4 separate regions of the Sus scrofa genome follow, and all the other regions are linked to region 1. The links are chromatin contacts, called in public Hi-C, HiChIP or PLAC-seq and promoter capture Hi-C maps. All regions are on one chromosome and are shown on one strand. Each heading gives the region's core, a stretch centred on a gene start, on an enhancer-like site or on the middle of the called end of the contact. The rest is flanking DNA. Distances are from core to core; before and after follow the strand shown. Region 1 holds the start of CDK7 (cyclin dependent kinase 7). Region 2 holds the start of LOC110257255. Region 3 holds the start of CCNB1 (cyclin B1). Region 4 holds the start of CCDC125 (coiled-coil domain-containing protein 125).

What was found. Promoter capture Hi-C pulls out the DNA fragments that hold promoters and counts their contacts. Hi-C and Micro-C count contacts between places; a contact is called where the count stands out from the background. HiChIP or PLAC-seq counts read pairs in DNA pulled down with a chosen protein or histone mark.
Region 2: a Hi-C map of skeletal muscle shows a contact between it and region 1, with 4 times the contacts expected there. The contact joins the promoter of LOC110257255 here to the promoter of CDK7 in region 1. A contact is called at or near these places in 2 of 5 promoter capture datasets (fetal liver and liver), 10 of 47 Hi-C or Micro-C datasets (alveolar macrophages, fetal skeletal muscle, heart right ventricle and 3 more) and 1 of 2 datasets of contacts at active chromatin or transcription factors (alveolar macrophages).
Region 3: a promoter capture Hi-C map of liver shows a contact between it and region 1, with 3 times the contacts expected there. The contact joins the promoter of CCNB1 here to the promoter of CDK7 in region 1. A contact is called at or near these places in 1 of 5 promoter capture datasets (liver), 4 of 47 Hi-C or Micro-C datasets (embryonic fibroblasts, fetal heart ventricle, fetal liver and 1 more) and 1 of 2 datasets of contacts at active chromatin or transcription factors (alveolar macrophages).
Region 4: an H3K27ac HiChIP or PLAC-seq map of skeletal muscle shows a contact between it and region 1. The contact joins the promoter of CCDC125 here to the promoter of CDK7 in region 1. A contact is called at or near these places in 3 of 47 Hi-C or Micro-C datasets (fetal skeletal muscle, heart right ventricle and skeletal muscle) and 2 of 2 datasets of contacts at active chromatin or transcription factors (alveolar macrophages and skeletal muscle).

The regions. Positions count from the first base shown.
Region 1 is chr16:47,409,002-47,411,527 of Sscrofa11.1, reverse strand. It overlaps CDK7 (cyclin dependent kinase 7), which reads right to left and starts at 1,260. Exons shown (of 12, transcript NM_001166314.1): 1 at 1,195-1,260; 2 at 782-841. The coding sequence starts at 1,260.
Region 2 is chr16:47,284,198-47,286,723 of Sscrofa11.1, reverse strand. LOC110257255 reads left to right here and starts at 1,261. Exons shown (of 3, transcript XM_021076818.1): 1 at 1,261-1,266; 2 at 1,367-2,324. The coding sequence starts at 1,261. The coding sequence ends at 2,284. SLC30A5 (solute carrier family 30 member 5) reads right to left here and starts at 1,750. Exons shown (of 16, transcript NM_001137624.1): 1 at 1,664-1,750. The coding sequence starts at 1,746.
Region 3 is chr16:47,336,970-47,339,495 of Sscrofa11.1, reverse strand. It overlaps CCNB1 (cyclin B1), which reads right to left and starts at 1,257. Exons shown (of 9, transcript NM_001170768.1): 1 at 1,105-1,257; 2 at 326-496; 3 at 56-232. The coding sequence starts at 1,125.
Region 4 is chr16:47,477,328-47,479,853 of Sscrofa11.1, reverse strand. CCDC125 (coiled-coil domain-containing protein 125) reads left to right here and starts at 1,265. Exons shown (of 12, transcript XM_013984842.2): 1 at 1,265-1,779.

The DNA of each region.
Region 1 (2,526 bases), core at 11-2,510:
CAATAGGAACATGGAGGTCACCTGCATCACAGCTGTTGAAATCTAAGAAAAACAGCCTCTCTTAGGAGGGTTACTGATTTCAGCAGCATGGGAAAAGGCAATCAATCTGGAAGCAGGACACCTGGATCTAAATCCTAGCTTTAGCAATTACTATCTGTGTCATCTTGTTGAGTCACCTAATCTCTTCCCAGACACCTCAGGTGTAAATCAGGGATACTTTACCTACATCACTAGGCTTTTACGAGGGTTAAATGAAAAAAATGTGGATTAAAGTGCTCGGCATACACCAAGTCAGCGAAACATGACCCAAGTTTCTTGAAGGACTGCAAGTTAAAAAAAAACCACTAAAATCATTTTTTAAAAAGGCACCACATCAATGCCATTAATGCTGGCAAAAGCCTTTCACAGTCAATCTGTACTCAGAAAATACAGATATATAGAAAGTGGATGCAGGTAAGTCAGAAATAGGGCCTGGAAAGATTATTAAGTAATTATAAGGACCCAACAGGCTAGCAGTACTTGTCCCCTTTGCGAAGGTTTGAGTTACAATGCAAACATAATATAGAGCTTCCTCTTCATTTTAATTAACGGAACAAAAACACTGGTTCAACCTGAGTTCCATCTTGGAACACAAGACACTAAGAAATTCTCTTTTCTCTGAAAATAACATAAGTGACCTCCTCACTAGCAGAGCACGGTCAACAGTCGTAAAAAAGCCAGCCATTAGCTCACACATAGACACATCTTCAAGGAGACACGAAAAAAGAGCAAACTAACTCACTTTCTTAATGGCGACAATTTGGTTGGTGTTCTTGTCTCTGGCCTTGTAAACCGTGGCAAACTAGAGAGAAATACGGGAATAATGTCAGTTTGTTAAGATTTTTGCTTTGTGTTTGCTTTTTTACTTTTTTTAGAAGTTGCGAAGCAAGGGACTCAAGGGTTCTTGGAGCAAACTCGCGGCGGCTTGAAACGTGGTAGGGCCGTCCACGTTCCGTTCCAGACCATTCGTCGGAGAGGGCTACTCAGGGGCTCACCGCCACGGTGGACACAGGGCAGCAAGGGCGTCTGGGCAGCTTCCTCAAAGAGGACACGCAGCGTGCCCGTCTCCTGGCTTCCACGCGAAAACCTGCGAGGGTGTGAGGCGGCGCGGCGTTCCCGGCTCCGGGCCCACCGAACCCTGCCTGAGAGCCTCACCTGTCCCTCCCCGAGGAAGTCCAGCTTTTCATAACGCTTTGCTCGCGACTTCACGTCCACAGCCATCCGTCGCGCGGAGCCCTACTCCAGCTGAAGAGACTGAACTTTCAAGACAGCAGGAATTTAAAGCTACCTTAAATCCCCTCAACAGCCACTTCCGTCTACCCAGCGCCGACGCTTGCTTAGCTCCGCCCCCACTTCCGGGGTGGGCGGGGGATGCTGTAAGTAAGGCCGGCCCGAGGGCCGCAAGGCGGAAGCTGCGCCTGGTCGGGCTCCTGTGAGATTCTGCGCTGCGCCCCGCCCCGCTCCGCCTCGCCCTAACACGTGATCGCCCATTGTACCGGAAGGGGGGTTTTCTCGATGATGGGTAACTGTACCCTATTTTATCTTGGATATTTTCTTCCCTACCGAGGACGGGCCGGCGCTCTGATACGACGTTCCAGTTCAGAACTTAATAGGTGTGTATGAGGGTGTGTTGGCTTTGTCTCTGATTTCACTTTTTGGTTCTTGCTGGAGGGTGTCCTGTCTCCATGGTTACTGGGAACGCAGAAACCGACAATTTTAGATTACCTAAGCGAATGCCCAGTTCTTAAGGGCTGGTCCAAAGGCGTTTTTAATCCTTTATGAAGAAACACGCCCAGGCAGACACGTTCCAAGTCAACTAAACAAGTTTGTTCTGTGGAAAACGCTTCTGGTCATCAGTTTTTGACTCTGTAAGGTGAAGTAATAAACTACATCATAGGTGGTTGCAAGAATTAGATGAAACTTGCACAAAGTTTAGCCAAAGTGCTCAATTGTTATCTGTGATCAGTACCCAACTTTCTCATAGTTTTTTTGTTTGTTTGTTTCTTTTTGTTTTTTGTCTTTTGGGGGCCGCCCCCACGGCATATGGAGGTTTCCAGGCTAGGGGTCAAATCGGAGCTGCAGCTGCCAGCCCATACCACAGCCACTTCCGTCTACCAAGCGCCGACGCTTGCAGATATGAGCCACATCTGCGACCTACACCACAGTTAAAGGTTACGCTGGATCCTTTAACCCCCTGAGCGAGGCCAGGGAGAGAGCCTGTGTCCTCATGGGTACTAGATGGATTCTTTAACAGCTGAGCCATGATGGGAACTTCCTGATTCTCATAAGTTTTTATACAAATCTACAAACAAACACATTAATTCATTTATTCAACAAATGTATATTGAGTGCTTACTATGTGCAAGGCTCTTTTGGTGACGCTGAGAAATAAGCAGGGAAAGAAAAAGACTTGCCTTCTAATGGGAGGAAATAACAAGTGAAATATGCTATGATACCTAGTGATTAAGTGCTGCAAAAATAATAAAG
Region 2 (2,526 bases), core at 12-2,511, 120 kb after region 1:
CCCTGGCCCAGGAACTTTCATATGCCACAGGCGTGGCAATAAAAGAAAAAAAATTCAAGTTTACAGAAAAGGTGCAAGAGTAGCACACCCTTTACTTAGATTCTCTAATTGTTAACATGTTCTCTTCTTTGCCTTATTATCTCTCTTTAATACAGTTTTTTTTCCCCTGAACTTTTTTTTGCTTTTTAAGGCCTCACTGGGCACATGGAAGTTCCCAGGCTAGGGGTCTAATCAGAGCTATAGCCACCGGCCTATACCACAGCCATGGCAACATGGGATCCGAGCCGTGCCTGTGATCTATACCACAGCTCACAGCAATGCCGGATCCTTAACCCACTGAGCGAGGCCAGGAATCAAACCTGCATCCTCATGGATCCTAGTCAGATTCGTTAACCACTAAGCCATGACAGGAACTCCCTCCCCTGAACTTTTCAAAGAGTAAGTTACATACATCCTGCTACTTTATCCCTAAATACTTGTGTTTCCTAAGATCATGAGCATACTCATAAAATCAGTGCAGTTATCAACTACAGGAAATTTAACATGGATATATTTTTATCTAATCTATTGTCCAGAGTCCAATTTTGTCAAGTGACCTAGTACTGTCTTTCACAGCATTTTCCCCTCTAGAAATCCACATCAGAATTGCCTACTGCATTTAGCTGTCGCATCTCAGGAAATAATACCTGATATCCTGTTATTTACAAAAACAAGTTGCTCAAAATAGATTAGAATTGAACTTGTACTACAGAAAATGCAGCTAATTTAAATTTTGCTCCAGCATTTGCTGTGTTCTTCCCTTTTCATAAAAAAAAGTTGCGTTAGTGATTCTATTTCTACAGTTCCAAGAATTTACCAAAACCATCTTTAAATCTCAAAGGAGTTTTCAAGAACAAGAAAAACTTAACCTCATTAACTATAAAGGCAATGAAAATTGTTGGGCCATGTTTTACGCATCTTTCACTCTACCTCAGAAATTAGGACAGGTCAAGAAGGACACACTGGAAAGTGGTCAGTATACTTACCTCTTGGGGATTAACGGGAGCATTGCTGGGAAGGGGATAAAGGGGGGATTTTTCCTTTTTACTCTATGAATTTCTGTGCTGCTTGAATTTTTGGACAACGAGCACACATTTCTTAATAACAAAACAAAATAAACGAAGAAAGGAAAACTAGATGACCGGCTGGATTCTTGGTGTGCGGGGTTAACCTGAACATCAAAGTTCATCTGTTTGTACTTTGGTTTCTTCGCCTCAAGAGATGACGGTGACCCTTCCTCTAACTTACGCAGGCAGACGTCAGAAAGGTTAAGTATCACCAACCCATTATTTCGGGGAGAAACAGCCAACAGAAATGCTTCTCATAGGTCAGAAAAACCTCTCACGTCAACTGGCTGGCAGTTCTAAGGTTAACGGTCTGCCTGGAAACCCAGATCTCAAGCAGAACCTCCTTGGATCTTAGAGCATTCATTCTGCAGAGAGGGACGGCGGAGCCAAAGAAAGCTAGAGGCGGCCTGGGAGCCGAAGCAGGGAGGACGGAGGGCTCCGGGGCGCGTGCAGAACCGAGGAGGAGTCCCGGGCTGTCAACGGGACGGGAGGGAGAGGGAGCTCGCCTGCGCGGGGAGACCGCAGATCGGGAGGCGGGTGCCAGATCAGTCCCTTACCGAGCGCTGGGCACGTCCACCGGCCCGAGGCCGCCGCCGCCGCCTGGGCCGGCTAACACTTCCCCGCCGTATTTCTCCTCCATCGCGGGGATCAGGAGCCGCCGCCGCTGCCCCTGCCGCGGGGTCTCCTCATGTCTCGCCGCTGCCGCGGAACAGCGGTCGCAAGCGCGTCACTTCCCCATGGCAGCGGCCCTGTCGGGTCCCCGCAGGCCGGGCCGCCGCCGCTGTCCCCGGCTCGCAAGCACACACGCGTCGGGACTAGGCCACGGACAGTTCCGGCGGCGCGGGGCTCCCCGGAGGCTCACCGGAGTGGACGCTGCCAGGCCACGTCACCGACCCAGCAGCCCTCACTCTCGGGGGAGTGCCAGGTTCTGCGCCTGCGCAGGACACACCACTCGCCAGCCCTCCCTCTTCCTTAGGCTCCTCCCACCGCGGGGCTACAGATCGAATCTTCACCCCCTCTCAGCCTCTCTCATTGACGCGGCCTCAGCGCATACCTGTCCTGCAGCGCCACCAACGGGTCGTCAGGAATATAGCGGATTCTTCTGCCGCGGAGGGCAGGGGCGGAGGAAATACACAGCGTGTGACGAAATAGAGTTTCTTTTAAATTCTGGCTCCTAAACTGTGCTGCTTAATCCTGCAGGCCAGTAAACCTAGGCAGGTAGGACCAGCCCTTATTAGGGTTATTTTTATGTTACTAAAAAGTTAAGAAAATGGTCTCCAGTGTCTGTCTTGATTTGATTCACAAATCTGCCACTTACTAATTGTGTCACTTGTCCTTTCTGACTCGTTTTCTGATCTGGAAAGTAAGAGTAGTAATATCTGTATCCTCGGGTTCTTGGGAGGATTGTGTGTGTTCAAAT
Region 3 (2,526 bases), core at 8-2,507, 72 kb after region 1:
TAAAATGAAAGGAAACAAACAATCAACAGACTCTAAAATGGTCCAGAAAGTTTACCAAAATAGGTTCAGGGGAAAGTTTCTCTCCTTTAACAGGCTCAGGTTCTGGTTCAGGCTCCAGTTCAGGCTCGGGCTCCCTCTCTGGCTGGGGCTCTAATACAGGTACAGGAGCCTTTTCCAGAGGTTTCGGTAGTTTTTTAGCAACAACTTTTCCAGCAGCTAAAGTTTTTGCTTCCTGTGGATGAAAAGGAGAGAATGGATTGTTTCTCCACCAAGAGCCACAGCTGGAAGGGAGACACTCACAGAATAGTTGAATCAGCATAGTTACCTTTTTCAGAGGCAGTTTGGCCTGTGGCTGTTCACTGACTTTGTTACCGATGTCTCCAAGAGCAGTTCTTGGCCTCAGTCCGGGCTTAGAGGTTGCAGCAGAGGCCACAGGCACGCGCTTTGCGCCTGCCATACTGATCTTCGCCTTATTTTCAGCATTAATTTTCGTGTTCTGTAAGAAGCAAGACGAGTCTGGGAGTTGGCCCCGCCACGTTAAAATAAGTCAAGGGTTAAAGCGGGGCAAAAAAAAAAAACAACAAAAAAAACTGCGGCCCTCAGAAGGAAAGCCGACTGTGAATGGGTTCCCAGGGGAAACCGGGGTTCCAGGGTCTACGCTAAGCTTATGACAAGTCAGTTTTCTCCTGGAACCTCTCCGTTCACCTATTGAGGGATTACGTGCTCAGTCCCCGCCGGACCTAAAATACCATGGAAATCGAAAAAGCCTTCAATTGCAGGCACCTTCCCTTTCCCTCAGGGAAGAAGATTGCGCAATTGGTGGGAGCCCACTCGGGTCCTCCAACACCTTTTACAAAAGGTTTCCGGTCTACCCTCCATCTGCCCCCTCCCCCCAATTAGTCCAAGGCCCATCCGCTTCTCTTTTGCACCTTTCTCTCTCCGTCCGTCTGCCCCCCAAACTCTCCCAGTATGTTAGGGGCCCACCGACCGCCTTCCTCCTCTCCAAATTCGCTCCCACCGTGGGGGAACTCCAGCAGGGGAAACAGGGAGAGGAGACCCAGGAGTCAGGAGAGCCGCGTTTGTTCACCAACCGCAGCAGCTCACCCTGGTGATCCGGAGCGCCATGACTTCCTCTGTACCAGGCCAGGCAGCAGCTCAGAGGGGAGAAGCAGAGCACTGGAGCCCCGACCAGCCGGGGACCTTGAAGCCACCACTAGCTAACAGCCGTTCCTCCGCAGCACGCCGGGAGGAATCCGGCCCCGCCTCGGGTTTAAACCCCGCACCGCTCCCTCCTTATTGGCCTGTTCGTGGCACTCGCTCACTTCCCATTGGCGGCGGCCAGTTCCTCCGAAAATGCGTTTCCAAGGCGATCCCGCGAAGAAGTTCGGGCGGGGGCGGGGCCAGGCCGTCACGTGGTCTGACTCGGCGCCTGCGCCCTGGGGCAGCCGCTACTGCCACCTGATGAAGGGAGGGTTCTCTTTGCCCCACACCTGGAGCAGTGAACTTGTAAGCGACTAAAGTTAGCTGAGACAAGTCACAGCGGCCTTGGGAAAGGAAGAGTGGAGCTCCTTGTTTGACGTGAGGGGCAGTTATGGCTTTAGTCCTACTTGTTAAACACACTTTCCTCTCCTAGAGTGGCTTGTAGCAGGAAATACTTTTATATATACATTCTTTTTTCGTTTGTTCATTCCAACAGCACTCTGGGATAAAAAGGAGGCTCCGAGATGCTTTGGGTGACTCCCAGGATCACAAATTAGTAACACGGGATTGAACTTCACTTTCTTTGGATCCATGAGGTTTCCACACACTAATTGTCTCTTAATTTTGCAAGCCAGGCTGCCTCTTAACCTGCCAGATTACTTCAATCAAGTTGTTTCCCAAAGCCAATCTTTTTCTTTTAGTTTTTTACTTGAAAATAATTTCAAACTTACAAAAGTTTCAGACAAAAATGTAACAAGGAACACACATAGAGCCTTTATCCAGATTCAAATATCCTTAACATTTTTACCCCATTTGTTTTATGGTTTACTTAATCTTATATATAGATCTATGTATAACTGTATATAAATTTTTTTTCTTGGAAATACCTGTTGTGGCTCAGCAGTAACAAACCTGACTGGTATCCATGAGGATTCAGTTTCCATCCCTGACCTTGCTCAGTTGCCCTGAGCTCTGGTGTGGGCTGCAGATGTGACTTTGATTCAACCCCTAGCCTGGGAACTTACATATGCTGCACGTGCGGCCCTTAAAAAAACAAACAAACAAACAAACAAAAAACCACTTAAATATTTGAGGGTAAGTTATATATATCATGGCTCCTTATCTGTTAAATTTTTAGTGTGTATTTCCTAAGGAAAAAAGCATATTCTCTTAATGTAATCACAATAGAATTAGCAACTGCGTAAATTTACTATAACATTTTATTCAATCTAGTTTGTATTCTAATTTTGTCGCTTGAGCAGTTTCTAGCACTTTCTTTCCTCCAGTACAAGATCCAGCTAGGGTCAGTGTTGCATGTAGCCTCCT
Region 4 (2,526 bases), core at 16-2,515, 68 kb before region 1:
AGTCGTATTTCATTTTGGTTTTGATAAGGTTTGCAAAGAATTCCATTAAGGATGTAGTTTATTGAGTCCCCTACTGATGGACATTTAAATTGTTTCCAGCTTTTTGTTTTTAATTTTATGAGAATGATAAGAAAGGATAACATATATTACTATGTGCCAGGCACTCTTTTAAACACATTTCAAAAGTGGTGAACTCTGAATTCATATGACTACTACCTGAGGTGTAGGTATTATTATTATTTCCATTATAGGTGATGGAACCAAGCTTCATAGGGTTAAATGATTTACTCAGAATCACAACTAGGAAGTATCAGAGTCAGGATTCCAACTTAGCAGGCTCTTACCCATTAAATTGTGCTGCCTAATGCATATTTAACTTTGCACATGCAAGTTTATTGAGTAAATTCCTGGAAGATAAACTGTATGCAAGCATAACCTTTACAAGTTTCATTTAAATAAACTTGCCTATCATGTATATGTAAGACTTCATGCAAATCACTGTTGAGGGGAAGGCCTCCCAAGATAAATTCTTGCCCTCCAGATGATCTTAGTCAAGTATACAAAGAGGATAAAATGGACACTTTGAACAAACAGATTGTGATGCATGCCCCATTGGAGATTCTAACAAAATGAGAGAATAACCTACAATGAGTAGCAGAAAAGGATAAATGATGTAGGATGCAGGGCATTGAAAGATGGGCATGAGGCAGAAAAGAAAGATGACTCAGACTAGTAGGATAATACCACTGTGTTTTTACCCAGTACTACCTGGGGTTAAATCACATACATTCTAAGGACAATTACTACTTCATAGCGCTATTGTGAGGACTAAATCAACAACAGTGCTTGTCACACACTAAGCACCACTTATGTGTTCATTATTGTTTTTAGTAATATGAATGGCTGTTTTGAAGACAATATTCTTTTCACTACTGGGACTCACTAAATTCTCTTGCTTATCAAGCTACTGCTAATAATTATCCTACTGCTAACACTGCTCATAATAAGCTTTTCTTTCAACAGAAGGTATATAGTGGGATCTAACAGAGAGCTATATACATTATGGGAATCTTAAAAAATATTAATATACTAATTTCAGTCCTAGGTTGTCAAGGGAACTCCCCAGTATATCATTTTGATGTTTGAGCCTATGTGTTGAAAACATATGACTGTGCCTTGTACTCCTAACAGGTGGAACCGTTCTCACCTTTCTAAGAGTCTGCCTCCCAGGTTATCATCCTCAATTTGGCTTGAATAAAATTCCCTTTTTCCCTTCCCTTCACTGTTAACTGAATTTTCGTCGACATTAGTTTATTTCTAAAGTGAGTAATCATTAAATCCTGCCAAGTTTTTTGACCACTATGAAATGCCTTCAATTATTTCAAGAGATGTCGGCTATTAGGAAATAATACCCACATCACTGCACCAGGTGATGAAGCTAATGACCCAGCACGTTTTGGGTGGGGTTAGAGGGAGATGGGGCCCTTCCCGTGAAACCCACAAGCGCGGGAGGCCCGAATAGCAGCTTTCCAGGTCCAGTTTCGCCTTCGCCCCAGCAGTTCCTTGGCCCACAAGGCGCCCTCATTGCTCAGCGCTGAGAGCCTGCCTTTCAAGGCCCGCAGCCCCCGCTGAGCCATAGCTCAGCTCTATCCTTCTCTTACGCGACTCCGAGATGCTTCATGTTGGAACCAACTAATTTTACCTTCTTTGAGCCGCACACTCGGCCTCCTATTTCTCCAGGTCTCCAACTATATTTGTAATTCGGTTGTGCGCAGCTGGGTAAGTTATGCGCGTCCACGTTGTGCAGCGCTACCAGCCCGACACGAACCAGGTGAGCTCGGGCCGTGGCCCGGTGGTAGTTGGCGGATCTAAAGTCCGGCCGCGCCCGCCTTTCCGGTAGTGGCCGCGCAGGTCGGTCACGTGGCTGGAAGAGCGGCGGCGCGCGCGGCCTGGAGGGTCGGTGCTCGGTGAGCGCGCTAAGGGGACGGGGGGGAGGGGCGGCACGAGGCGGCGGGGGGGTCCTGCTCCTGGAGCCGGATCGGGACTCGCACAGCCTCCGAGGAGGCTGGGGAGGGTGCGCGGCCAGACCTCGGGGCGGGGCCTTGCAGATTCGGAAAAGCACAGCGGAGAGTGGGCGAGCTGGCAAACTGGCTCCTTCTTCGCCGAATGCTACTTTAGTGGCCTCACCTGATATTGCAGAAATAAGAAATAGATTTGAAAGACTTTGTTTCTACCTCTTCTCCCCTCCTCCTATGTTATTTTTTTTCTAGTTTTTTTTTTTCTACCAATTTTAAGCCTTAAAGCTATAGCGCACAAAATGCCGTGTGGTATCCTGGATTGGAACCTGGAACGGAAAAACGGCATCAGTAGAAAAACTGGGGAAATCCTGATAAAATATGTGGTTTGGTTAAGTGCGTGTATCAATGTTAATTTTTTATTTTTGATAAATGTACCCTAATGTTGCACTACAGGAATTTGGGTCGGGGGTATACAGGAGTTCACTGTACTATCTTTGCGACTTACTGT